Linked DNA regions of Ovis aries: region 2 is linked to region 1. A link is a contact called in public Hi-C data. All regions are on one chromosome and are shown on one strand. Each heading gives the region's core, a stretch centred on a gene start, on an enhancer-like site or on the middle of the called end of the contact. The rest is flanking DNA. Distances are from core to core; before and after follow the strand shown. Region 1 holds the start of ZNF572 (zinc finger protein 572). Region 2 has its middle 37 kb from the start of ZNF572.

Evidence for each region. A called contact is a pair of places that touch in the nucleus more often than the background predicts.
Region 2: a contact with region 1 is called in a Hi-C map of hypothalamus, with 4 times the contacts expected there. The contact joins the enhancer-like site here to the promoter of ZNF572 in region 1. A contact is called at or near these places in 4 of 16 Hi-C or Micro-C datasets (hypothalamus, omental adipose tissue, skin fibroblasts and 1 more).

The regions. Positions count from the first base shown.
Region 1 is chr9:28,210,387-28,217,095 of ARS-UI_Ramb_v3.0, forward strand. ZNF572 (zinc finger protein 572) reads right to left here and starts at 2,871. Exons shown (of 3, transcript XM_042254142.2): 1 at 2,771-2,871; 2 at 433-541. The coding sequence starts at 508.
Region 2 is chr9:28,246,984-28,253,692 of ARS-UI_Ramb_v3.0, forward strand. It overlaps the pseudogene LOC105611789. Among named protein-coding and RNA genes, the nearest start is that of ZNF572, 37 kb to the left of the region's middle. Within about 2 kb of position 2,923, at least 11 of the 54 cell types and tissues checked have an H3K27ac peak or open chromatin away from gene starts, as enhancers often do. A contact at or near this core is called in hypothalamus, where this site is marked.

The sequences.
Region 1 (6,709 bases), core at 1,621-4,120:
CAGTAATGAAGTGTCTGGTCAGTTCTCATCAATTGCCATGGTAGATATCAAATTATTAATAAAAATAAGTTCACTGAATTTTATTCTAGAAGACTTTAAAAGGTAAGAGAGAAAGAACACTATCTGAGGTAAAAGCTGGACAAAAATATTAGTTAAATTCTGGGCAAACAAAGAAATAGCAACGATACCCACTACTTATTAAGAATGGTAGTTTTGCATATGGTGTATCAGTATCTTAAAAAATATGTGAGACAGATATTATCATTCACTTTTCTTAAAGATGAGAAAACTGAAGCTAAAAGAGTTCTAATAGCTTGTGACAGATCAGGGAAATCAAATTAAAGTCTGTCTCATTCTAATGCCCTGATTTTTCTATACATTCTACAGCATGTCTTAAATTCCTAAAGGATTCAGATCTTCTTGATCTCTCACCTGTAATAGTGCTTTTCAAACTCTCCTTTGTGAAGCCATTAGAATCTGAGACCAATAGTTTTTGCTCTTGTTCCATCACAATGATCAGTCAGATTAGGGATCAGAAATCCTGTAGAAGGAAGCAAGTTATGTTTAAAGGCATTTGTTAACATTTCTCCTTTCTTCCTTCCAACCACTGCAACACAACAACTGTTAAGCACTTAATGTTCTGCGGACCATACTGAACATAAGAAACATGGGCTTTTGAAATCCTTTCAGAAAATCTAACCTCAGATTCAAGTTATAACTCAATTTACCTTTCCCAGGGAAATAATTTAAAAATTAAACCTTTGCAATAAAGTCAGAGGATCAAGGTTTAAAAATAGAATAAATATTAATACTGTCCACTTGGAACTCAGAAACACTTTTGGTTGAAAAACTGAAGTAGTTTTTTGGAAAAGGCATCAATAGTAAGACTTCAGGAATCGATATGCAGGTATAAGAAGCAGCCTAAGAGAAACTGTTTAGTTTACAAAGAATAAGTGGGTCCTTGTCAGAAGGATGAAACCTTTGAAGTTAATTTAAAACAAAAGTTAGGATTTACTTGACTAGTAACAATAAATTCAGACAAAGTAGAGCTAAAATAATTACAGCCAATAATCTCTAAATATAAAAGGGAGGCTAACAAGGGACCTCTTCCTTGTCTCTTACTCTCTATCATAATCACAATATCCCTTTCAGCCTAAGCTTTATCTTCTGGACCCAATTACAACCCCTGACCTGCTTGAGGGACTGGAAGGCAATTATATATGCACTTGGCATCCACTTCAGGATATAAAAAAATAGCACAATTCAAGAAAAATGGGAGCTTAAAAGAAGGCACACACATAGAAAATAAAAGACATACTTTTCAATCTATTACTGTCTATTATGTGTCATGCAGTGAACCAGATACCTTACACATAACATTTCTCATGTAATTCTTACAAGAGCTCCCTGAGGTGTATAAAAATATTGCTCTTGTTATTTAGCTCCTAAGTCATGTCCAACTCTTTTGCAACCCCATGGACTGTAGCCCACCAGGCTCCTCTGCCCATGGGATTTCCCAAGCAAGAATACTGGAGTGGGTTGCCATTTCCTTCTATAGGGGATCTTTCCCAACCCAGGGATAGAACCTGCATCTCCTCCATTAGCAAGTGGATTCTTTACCACTGAGCCCTCAGGAAAGCCTTGTATAAACAGGTACCAGAATGTTATAGGTGAACAAAACAGACATTAAGAAACTTTCCCAAGGTCACACAACCAGAACTTGGTAGAGCAGGATTCAGTCCCAAATTTGTTGGACACTGAATTTAATACTCTTGTCTATTATAGTAAACAAGTAGAGAAGAAAGCAGAAACTGGGCATAATTCCAACCAGCAAATGATCAGGACTTTTATTTTGTAATATATTGACTTCCATCAACAGCACCTCCCCTACTGCCTGCACCATAAGCCTTTGTGGGATCTTAGTTCTCCAAATAGGGATTGAACTCCAGGCCCTGCAATGAGAGTGCCAAGCCTTAATCACTGGTCTGCCAGGGAATTTATATATTGACTGCATTTTTAGAAAACCAATTTATATCCCTAGACCTTATATCAAAAGAAACTGACATTCTCTAAAGCACCTTCAATATACATGAAACTTGTATAAATTACAAGTATGCCCAATGTTTGTGTAGGGAAAAAAACATACACCTGAACGAAAAAAAAAAATTGTTCAAATGGAATATGTTTTACCATCTGAGTTACATACTTCTGTCACAGTCCTTACAAAAAAAGCATTAGTCTACGTAAGATACCCGTGCTACCATTTTCCCTGCTAAGAAACTTAATTTTGGTAACAGAGGAGCCCTCAGGAACACTGGCTCAGCACAACAGTAGCAAACTTAAGGCCACAGTTGGTATTAAAAGGCTGTCCCTAAGATGTCACGCCACAAAGGCTGTTTTTACTGCCTAGAGCAAAAAGGTAACTAGGAACGGGGCAGTGCTTCGGCTTAAAGACTCCCAAAGAAAACGCACTGCCTGAAGCTTAGCTTTAAAAAGCGCCGGCTGGGAGCACAGGTCGGGTACACTGCGGTGAGTTCCAGGGGAACAGATCGTCTGCAGTCGACACGGTCCTTCCAGGGACGTCGCGGGGGAGGGAGGCGCGGTGGCCCGAGCTGCTGGAGATGCTGGGCCTTCGCCCTTCACAGCAGCGGCAGTCCTTTGCAGGATGAACATTGCAGCCTGGGCGACGCAGCTTCCGCTCCTCCTACCCGAAACCCTCGGCTCCGTCCCCCTCCCCGAGAAGGAACTCACTGTTCTGGGGGCTACATACAAGGCGCCCCGCATCCCCAGCAGGCCCGGGACTAGGAGTCCATTCTACTTCTGACTCCACCAACCTAGGGCCCTAACCTCTCAAACCCGGAAGTCAGAAACAGGAAGTTCCCCCTTCTCCCACAGTGAGCTTGATGGAGCCTCTCTAGAAAACAGTGATGGCTGGCTCTCGTTGATCTTAACCCTTAGGGTCCCGGACAAGAAGGAGTGTGCCGGTGGTATTCCTCTTCCTTGTGGACACGTCTGCCGACTTTGATTCGCATCCCTCACATTTATCAGGTACCTTATAATAGGGGACCGGTTGGAGCTGATACTTCTCCTTGCCATCGGGGCATCATCAGATTTCTCATCATCACTGGAATTAAAATAAAGCGAGTATTTGTTAAGCGCCGACTCTGTTCCCACCGCTGTGAACTGGGAGGTATATTTAGCCATCTGTGAAACAGGGAGCGAAGGCATCCATCCACATATAAAGCAACTAGTTTACGTTGTTGTTTTATGTTTTATATGTTTTATAGAGGCAACGTTATGAATAATATTTGGTGAAACAAACTCTCCTCTTTCATTACAGAGAAACTAGAAATCAATCCCTTCATTTCCCCCACATCAATCTAAGCCTTCACTGCAACCATCTCTTCCTTCCCTCCAATTACAACAGCGGATTGGTCCTTCGCATTTTAAAGGAGCCCTCCACTGCCGGTCACTTTCCTTCCTACCTTCATGGGATCCGTACACTATCAACTAAACTCCTAACTCTCCCAACCACCATCCCCAAATAGTCCTTCAGTTTCTTTCTTATTTTTAAACGCCTGACGTTTCCATTTTATGATTTCCCACTCATGTTTTAACTCATTTCTCCTGTAGTAAAGAAAACAATAAATCACTAAGATCATCAATGACCTCTGCGTTCTTAGCACATTAGTATTTTTTGGTTCCCAAGTCCTCTTTCAGGAGTTTTGACACTGCTTTCTTCTAGAAACACTCTTTTGAGGGGACACTGCACACTCCTCACTGTCCTCCAACAACTCCAGTCAGTCCTGTCAAGCCTGTGTGTGCGCATGTGCTCAGTCATGTCTGACTGCAACCCATGGATGGTAGCCCACCAGGCTCCTCTCTCCATGGGACTTCCCAGGCAAGGATACTGAAGTGGGTCGCCATTTCCTTCTCCAGGGTACCTTCCCAACCCAGGAACTGAACCCATGTCTCCCAAGTCTCTTTCATTGGTAGGTGGATTCTTCACCACTGAGCCACCGGGGAAACCCCTCACTTCCAGGACCCAGGGACAAAGACCAGCCAAATTCTTGTTATACAACAGGAACCAATCCAGTCCTTCTTCCCTGCATCCTTCCAATTGCCTCAGATGGTGAAAAGTGCCCCACCACTGCTGATTCTCTGCCACTATCAACACCACCACCACCACCACCACAACCACCAAGAGGAAGAAACTCCTCTCTGCTCTTTTCCACAGTCCAGGAATACTCATGTGTCTGAGAGATAAACTTGGTACTTGCTATGGTGCGAATTGTGTCCCTCACCCCAATTCACATGCTGAAACACTTAAACACCCAATGTGATGGTATTAGGAGGTGGGGCCTTTGGGAAGTAATTGGGTCTAGACGAGGTCATGAGAATGGGACCCTCATGATGGGATTAATGCCTTTATAAGAAAAGGCACCAAAGATTGATATTCCCCTCTCCCCTCATCACACATCCTCTCTCTCCATACCATGTGCGGGCACATATTGGCACCCTGATCTCAGACTTTCGACTTTCAGAACCATAAAGAAGTAAATTTCTGTTGTTTAAGCCACCCAGGATATATGGTATTTTGTTGATCTGATTACATGAGCAGAGCAGCTCATACTAAATTGTCCATTGTCAGGTTTTATCCTTTGCAGGGATATTTAAACCAGAAGGTGGTTTAAAAGATGGAATCCCTGATTTGCAAATGGGGCAAGGCCATGTCATGAAAAGCAGCATGATGTCCTAATCAGCAAGTTCTTTGCCTCACCTACAAGATTTGTGACTCTTAAGTAAGAGATCAAACCTTAGCCACAGTGACTTGGGTGTGATGATGTGCGTCTTCCCAGGTCAGAGGATTACTTATTTTCAGTGGTGGGCTTTCCGGTGCTTTCAGCAGATCTTTGGCTCCTTTTTTTTTTTTTTTTTCCCCATCATCTCTCCCCCCACTTCTCCCTGCATTATTTGGCCTGAGAATATGTGCCAAGAATTTCTACTGAAATAATCCCTGCTCCAAGTGCCCATGACTCAGCACCTCCAGGGTGGGTTCTAATGGAATACAGACTCAGTTTAAGGAATATGTATGAGCTGGCACAGAGCACCAAAGATATCGGAAACCAAAAACCATAAATTTCCAAGGCAGAGGACCATTTTATTGAAACAGATGCCAAACAAACTGCAACATCTTTTTTTCAAAATGGGTGGGAGGGATGGGTGTTTGGGTTGGGAAGGAAAAGAAATGTCTGCATGGATTTTATTCTGGTACAGGGAGTAAAGGGGATCAACAGCTCAGAGTCTAGATTGTCCCTTTCTCATACTAGCCTGGAATGCTCCCTCCTTGGTCACGTTAAATGCTCAGAATTCTAAACTGTCAGCAGGTGGCTCCAGAGGCAGCTGTTTGGTGAAACTGCCACAGTTTAGTTCAGTTCAGTTCAGTCGCTCAGTCATGTCCGACTCTTTGCGACCCCATGAATCGCAGCACGCCAGGCCTCCCTGTCCATCACCAACTCCCAGAGTTCACTCAGACTCACGTCCATCGAGTCAGTGATGCCATCCAGCCATCTCATCCTCGGTCGTTCCCTCCTCCTCCTGCCCTCAATCCCTCCCAGCATCAGAGTCTTTTCCAATGAGTCAACTCTTCACATCAGGTGGCCAAAGTACTGGAGCTTCAGCTTTAGCATCATTCCTTCCAAAGAAATCCCAGGGCTGATCTCCTTCAGAATGGATTGGTTTTATCTCCTTGCAGTCCAAGGGACTCTCAAGAGTCTTCTCCAACACCACAGTTCAAAAGCATCAATTCTTCAGCACTCAGCCTTCTTCACAGTCCAACTCTCACATCCATACATGACCACTGGAAAAACCATAGCCTTGACTAGATGGATCTTAGTCGGCAAAGTAATGTCTCTGCTACATTCCTCATTAAATCCTATTCATTTTAGATCTTAGAACAGATACTATTGACTTTTATGATACTCATTTGTCAAAAAAATCTATTCAATCTAGGGAGGACTATATAGATAACTCTTTAAGTCTCTCTGCCTGTGCTTCACAGTGTACTAATTTAGGATAAGCAAACTCTGAAAGAGAGGTGATATTATCAGCTTTACCTCATGAAAGAAGTACCGCACTGGATTTCTCTTGGAGTTGGTTCAGAAAGTACTTTTGGGGATTTCCCTGGTGGTCCAGTGGTTAGGACTCAGTGTTTTCATCGTCAAGGGCCTGGATTCAATCCCTGCTTGGGGAACTAAGATCCCAGAAGCCATGCAGCATGGCCAAAAAATAAAAAGTACTTTTTGCAAAGAATCATCTCACCTGACATCAGATGATCACTTAAACTGGTAGGTAAACAGGCATTTACAATAAAGTAAAGTAGTTATGAAAATACTCAATATTGTAGACCATCCTCTTAGGATCCATTGTGAATACATCAGACTATCTTTGGTTATCTTTGATTGGCGCTACCGGTAGTTAGTTTGGCAAGGGCTATGAACTGAATTGTCTTCCCTTGAAGTTTGTATGTTGAAATCTCAACCCCCCAGTGTGACTATATTTGAATACAGAGCTTTTAAGTAGGTAATTTGGGTTAAATGAGCTCATAAAGGTGGGATCCTGATTCAATAGGACTGATGCCCTTACAAGAAGGGACAAACACCAGGGTCCTTACAAGAAGGGACAAACACCAGGGTCCTTACAAGAAGGG
Region 2 (6,709 bases), core at 1,673-4,172, 37 kb after region 1:
GTGGGGGGTGATGAAGGCATGCAGGAAAGGTGTTGCAAGAGACTGAATCAGTCTGGGAAAAAAAAGGTATCTTTCTTGACCATGGGATCAGGTTGGTCTCAGATTTTCTCAGCGGGTTCTTCCTCCAAATGTCTATAATATCAACCCCTTTTAGCCCTCCAAGTCTTGCCACATGCCTCTAGGAATTTATACTACTCTGAAACAATCATAATACAAACTATTGTACTTTCAAAGGCACATGCCTTTGCCCTATCCTTTCACGTTCTTAGTTGCTCACGAACCACAGCCATCCACATTATTAGTCTTTGCATTCCCTGCACTTAGCATGGAGCCTGCTCCCTGGGTGGCGCTTCACACGTGTTGACTAGAAGCACACACACAATGCTGTGTATTATTACTATAGGCAAGGGCACTAAATGAAAGTCTGATGGATATAAAAGGGGAATACGCATGCCTCTGCTGATGTATCTGTTTTCACCCTCCTCCTGCCTCCCTTTCTTTCTTTGGCCTTTCCTTTCATTTCTCCCCTGCATACTTCAATTCATGCTTCAGAACTCTGCCCACACCACCCACTCCAGGAACTCTTCCTCATCTCAGCCTGCAGCAGACTAAGACACCTTCCTGGAATTTTTAGACCATCTCCCTCTGCGGAACACAGAGTCATACAGGTCTCTTTATGTATCTTACCTCCTCCACTAGGAGGCCGGCTCCTTGAAGGCAGGGTCTGAGTTCCTTGTGATGCTTAGCACTGCAACACACATGGCCCTTTAGACTCAACTCATGCTCTGTGAATGCCGACCAGGTATCCAGGCACGGGTGTAACACTGACAAACTATCCCTGTGGTAGCCAGCCTCCAGATGGCTCCAATGGCCCTTCCTTCCTGGTATTCACACCTTCATATGGATTCCTCCCAAGTGAATTAATTGAGACTGGACTGTGTGACCAACAGAGCATGGCGAGATGACGTGGGACTCTAATGCCCTGGAGTATAGATTTGATCACAGAGGCATTTTCAGCTTCCTTCATGGTCTCTTGGATTGCATGGGAAGCCAGCTGCCATGTCAAGAAGGCAGTCAACGCCGGCCTGACAAATGTTCACGGCGAGAGGAAACAGCAGCAGCCACCGTCAGCCACGTGAACGGGCCACCTTGGAGATGGGTCCTCCAGGCTCTGTTAGGCTCTCAGATGACCATAACCCTGCTGGCATCTGAGGTTCAACCTTACGAGAGACCCTGAGTTGACCTGCCCTCCCATACTGAGCTTAGTTGCTCAGTCATATCCAACTCTTTGTGAGCCCGTCTCAAATTCCCAATCCACAGATACCATGATTCTTGTTGTTTTAAGCCGCTAAGTCTTGGGGCAATTTATTTTAACACAATAAATAACTGATAGAATCCTACTGTCATGAAGTTTACATTCTATTTGTTGTTTAGCCGCTGAGTCGTGTCCGACACTTTTTGTGATCCCATGGACTGTAGCCCACCAGGCTCCTCTGCCCATGGGATTTCCCAGACAAGAATAGAGTGGGTTGCCATTTCCTTCACCAGGGAATCTTCCCGACCCAGGGATCAAAGCTGTGTCTCCTGCGTTGGCAGGTGGGATCTTCACCACTGAGTCACCTGGGAAGCCCCCTTACATTCTAGTGTAAGAGATTAAATGAATAGAATTCATTTGTTCATTTATTCAATCCATACATTGCTGAGTGCTGGGATTACAGTGGCAAAAAAGACGCCGAACAAAGTCCTTGCTTTCCTGAAGTTCATGTTCTCTTGTACACAGAAATGAGAATAAACAAGTAAATTCTACAAAATACTAGGTCAGGGTGCTAAGACTAAACGAAAACTGAGCAAGCTGGTTGAGAGAAGGGAGGGAATTACGACTTGGACTATTTTGCACTAAACATTTTTCCATCTTTATCTCAACCCTTAAATCTTTCAAAGTAGGTAGTTTATCCCCATTTTACAGATGAGCAAACTGAAGATCAGGAAAGTTGAATGAGGAGGCTGATGTTACACAGCTGATAATGGGTTCACTCAGAGTGTAACCCAGGCTGAATCCAGGGCTCTTTACAGGCCCCAGACTGACCTCTGTGGACTTCCTTTTCAGCGCTCACCCTTCAGCACAGCAGGGCTGAGCATCGCTCAGGTGCTTGTAACGCCGTGGTGGAAGGAGGGCAGGGAAACGGCCTTCAGATAGGATGGCCCCAAGCTGGAGATGGGCCTAACTCTCTGCCTTTTCCAACTCTGGAAAATACCGCAGTGCTCTCAGCTTCACTGGCAGGCTAAGGAACATCCATCCCGTCCCCTCAATCTCAGCTGCTCTAGTCGTTCCCAAAAGGTGGCATCCACCCCCTCAGGCTGCTTCCTGCCCACTTCCCTTTCTGCTCTTCAGACCAAGACCTCACTGTGTCCACTGTCTCATTCATCCTTACTCCCCTGGTGCCTCTTGATTCTCTTTTTTTTTCCTCCTTTTCTTGTGCCAAGACCACTAGAGGGAGCTATACTAATATACTATACCGGCTGCTTACTATGTGCCAAGCTTCCTATTCTCTGTGCTGCTCACGCTTGATTTCACTGAATGCCCGTGACAACGCTTTGTAGAAGTCCCATTATTTTCCTCGTTGAGGTTAAGGCTTAAGGTCATTCGGCTAGTAGGTGGCAGGGTTGGGATTCGATCCCACGACTCTTTGAATCCAGACTTCATTCTTTGGCCAAGAACACCCACTGGTTGGAAAAGAGCTCTGAAAATGGGTGATTTTTTGCATTTAATATTAATTGCATGTAATATTCTTTATAATTCTTATTAACTAATGATTCATTTGAAAAACATTTATTAAGGGCCTGCTGTGTGTTAAGCCCTGTGCTGTGATCGAGTCAGGTGTGGGTTATCATGGAAGTGGAGAGGGATGCTGAGCAGACTGGCAAATCAGGGCTGCCACTAGGTGATGCTAAGCGGAGGCTCTGACAGTCTTGGAAGTGCCAGGCAGCAGAGTGAAGGAATAACATTGGCAAAGTCAGGGAGAGGGGACTGAGAAGGGCTTGTTTCAGCATGTGATTGGAGCTTACAGGGAAGGGCAACGAGATTAAGAGATGAGCAGTGCTAGATCAGTGCTGAGGTAAAGGATCTGCTGTCTATCAGAAAGTGATGGAGCATGATTTAAGGGTTTTAGATAAGGAACTGATACAATCGGATTTGCAAAACAGATTTGCTATTTCGTCAGTGGTATGGATGATAAGGGGAAGACCAATTAGGGAGGATACTGCAATGGTTTGGGCAAGAGATGATGACTAGAGAAAAGACAGCAGTGGAAGAATAGTGGGAGAGGTTTACGAGAAGACTGGTTAAGACCTGGCAACTGCTTGGGTGTGGGGGCAGTGGAAAAGGCAGGCACGGAGACTGAGTCATCCAGGTTCCTGGCTTGGGCAAGTGGGTGGACGGTGGTATTGTGTGCTGAGAAGGGAACCAGGAGGTGGTGCGGGTTTAGGAGAGAGATACTGCCATCTTCTTATCCCCAGGCTCCTTAGGGCCATCCTCATTTCGGATGCAGTAAGGAGACACAAAAGGCTGATGTGATTTGCTCAGATCCACATGGCCACCCTCATGGCAGAGTGAGACTCAAACCTAGCTCTATTTATGGAAAAATTAGTCCCCCACGCCTCAGCAGATTTGCTTTGCAAGGAATGTAAGGAGAGCTCAGTACAGAGTAATGTGTGGCAAAGCAAACATTTACCTACATCAATTCTCCATTTTATATTCATTCATTCACTTGACAGATTTACTGAGCAGCTCCCATGTGCCATGCCTGTAGGGTTGCAGTGGGAAATAGAACAGGCAAGAACCCTACCCTAACCTACCACATCGACCCTGAAGTCTAGTTGGGGAGACAGGAAACATGCAAATAAGTAAATCCATACATAATAAACTGTCAAGGGAAAAATGAGAAAGAGACTATGGGTGCTATTTTGGGCAGAGTAGTTGATATAGGATTTTCTAAGGCATGGTATTTGATCAGATCTGATCAAGATTTGAGTGATGATGGGAAATCATGCAAATATGGGGAAAGTGGGCTCCCAGCAGAGGAAATGTCAAGTGCAAAGGCCCTAAGGCAGGAACAAGCTTGGACACTCAAAGGATCATATGCCTGTGTTCCAAGAAAAGAGTAAGGAAGAGAGTAAGGTGGGAAGTAAAATTGGAGGCAGGGGGCCAAACCCTGTAGAGCTTGTTAGACATGATCAATAGTCTGGATTTATTCTAGGTATGACAGGAAACTCTTTGAGGTCTGGAGCTGGGCTGTGACATCATCTATCCATTTTTGTTTTTAAGTAAACAATTTACTTTTTCCATTCCTGGGTCACATTATTCTTTTTTTTTATTTTTTAATTGAAGGATAATTTCTTTTGCTGAATTTTGCTGTTTTCTGTTAAACCTCAACATGAGTCAGCCATAGGTATACATATATCCCCTCCCTCTTGAAACTCCCTGCCATCTCCCTCCCCATCCCACCCCTATATTTCAAGATACTTGTGGATTTACATGCAGCTGCAAGAAAATACCAGAGGCGTGATGCCCAGCCAGTCTCCCTCCCGCGCCGGGCTGTGCTGCCCCCTTCCGGGCTTGGCGCGCCCACTGCTGGGCGGGCAGAAGCCGGCATGCGAGGAGGCGGGATGCAGGTTGAGGGAGCTCACTGATTTAAAAGGACGGAGGTTGCCTAAGCTCCCCCTGCCCTCCCTGCTCTCAGTCCCCTTAGCCTGCTGCTCCGCGTTCTCCTCTTCTTCGATCAACCGGATCTCTTTGTTGACGGCATCCAGCTGCTCCTGCAGCATCACAGTCAGAGTCTCGGCATTTTCCTGCCTGCTGGGCGACAGCTGAGTGGCCGAGCTGAAGAGGGTGACCCTGTCGCCCTCGCCGTCAGACACGCCCTCGTCACTCTCGAACGCCTGGGCCACGCTGGCCAGCACGCTGGCTTGCTGTGCGCGCTCCCAGTTCTGCTCCTTCGGGGTCTGCACCTTGGACGGCTCGTCGCGCAGCGCGGCCAACCGGCCTTTCTGAGGGCGCCGCAGCACCGCCCCATTGCCGGGGAGTCTGCCGGCCGGTCCGCCACAGGGAACCTGAGGTCCAGGGCGCTGCCCAAGCGGGGTCGGCCGTGGTGGAAGGGAGCCCCTCGAGGTCTCGTCTGGTCCAGTTCAGCTCTCAGGGTTTCCAGGTTTAGAATCAGCTGGTCCTGCTGCAGCTCCTTGTTCTCCTCCTCCAGGTGGGCCTCCATCTGGCGCAGCCTCTCCTCGATGCTGCCGTGTCTCTCCCGCGTCGCAGACGTCCCGCTACAGTTTTGTGTTCACGTCCTCGGACTTGAGGAGGTCCTTCCTGGCTGTGTCCAGGTCCGCCTCCAGCTCTGTCACGTGGGCAGAGAGGGAAGCCAGGTGCTCCTTCATCTGGCTCTGCTCCCATGACTGCTTGTCTGTGACTTCCTGGAGCACGATCACCTTAGCCAGGTCTTCCTCATGGCTTAGAGTGCTGTAGGTGGGTCTCTTTCCATTGGCGCTTGGCATGTTTTCTGGCTCGTGATTTACATCAAGCACCCCGTCCCTTAGTATCTTTTCCTGGTTATTCTCCTCTTTAAGAATCATCTTCTCGTCCACGGCCTGTGGTGCTCAAACAAATTTCAGTGCCCTAAGCACCTCTATCTTGCTGGTCATGCTGGCTGGGGACTGTGCCTGCTGCCTGCCTGCTGTCATCCGGAGGGACTGCATGTACCTGGAAACCAGGTTCTCTAGGTGCTCCAGCAGCAGCCTGGTGTTGTTTCTTTCTGCTTTCAGCTCAGCAATTTCTTCTTCTAAGAAGCTGCTCCCTGCATATTTTTAGTTCTTCAGTAGGAGTTGGAAACTCGGGCAGACGGCTTCCCTGTGGAAGGGAGACCGGCTAGGCATCATGACTGTGGTATGTGTCTGCCTCCTCCCTGCCGCATCCCTCCTCCATCACACTGGTTTTCTTTGTTTGTTTTTTGTTTTTCCTCTTTTTACCCAGAAGAAAATCAGGTACATTTGCTACGCTCAGAGGTCTAAAATTTTTTAAACTGCCTCGTCTTTAATCATTCCATAATGGCACAGGGACAAATTAGTCTTGATATTTGGACCACCGGCTTAGCTCGTCATCATGAACTCAGCCAGAGCCTGCCTCTGTAACGTTGGGCCTGGCCTGTGCTGGGCACAGTAGCTGCAGGGAAGTTTCTGTTCTCAGGGAGCAGACAGCTTCGTGAAAGTAACCATGGGCAGCTCTCATGGCGTGTGAAAGCCGTGCAGCACATTTTCCATTGGGGATGCCTGGCTGCAGGGTGCAGGGCACACGGTGGGAACAAAATCAAGAATTTAAACTGGTCTGCTTGCTGATGGACCTGGCTGCACGTTCAGGCCAGCTCTGCATGTGAAACCAGGTTAAAAGCCCGGTGCCCCAGGGCCCCAGGGAAGACGTCCAGCTGCCTCACTTTTCCGAGTCTAAAAACAGGATGACGACCTAGGGCTTTTGGTGACAGAGTGTGCGGCTCTAAAGCACATGTTCCAGCTTTCTTGCATGTTTAGCTGAAGTTTTGTGAGTGCATTGCTATTTACCCCATGAAATCACGTGTACAACACTCTGCTTTGTAACTGCACTTGTATTATCACTTTTTTCTGTTACCACCCATTTCATGTTAGCTGCATTGTTAGTCAGCATATG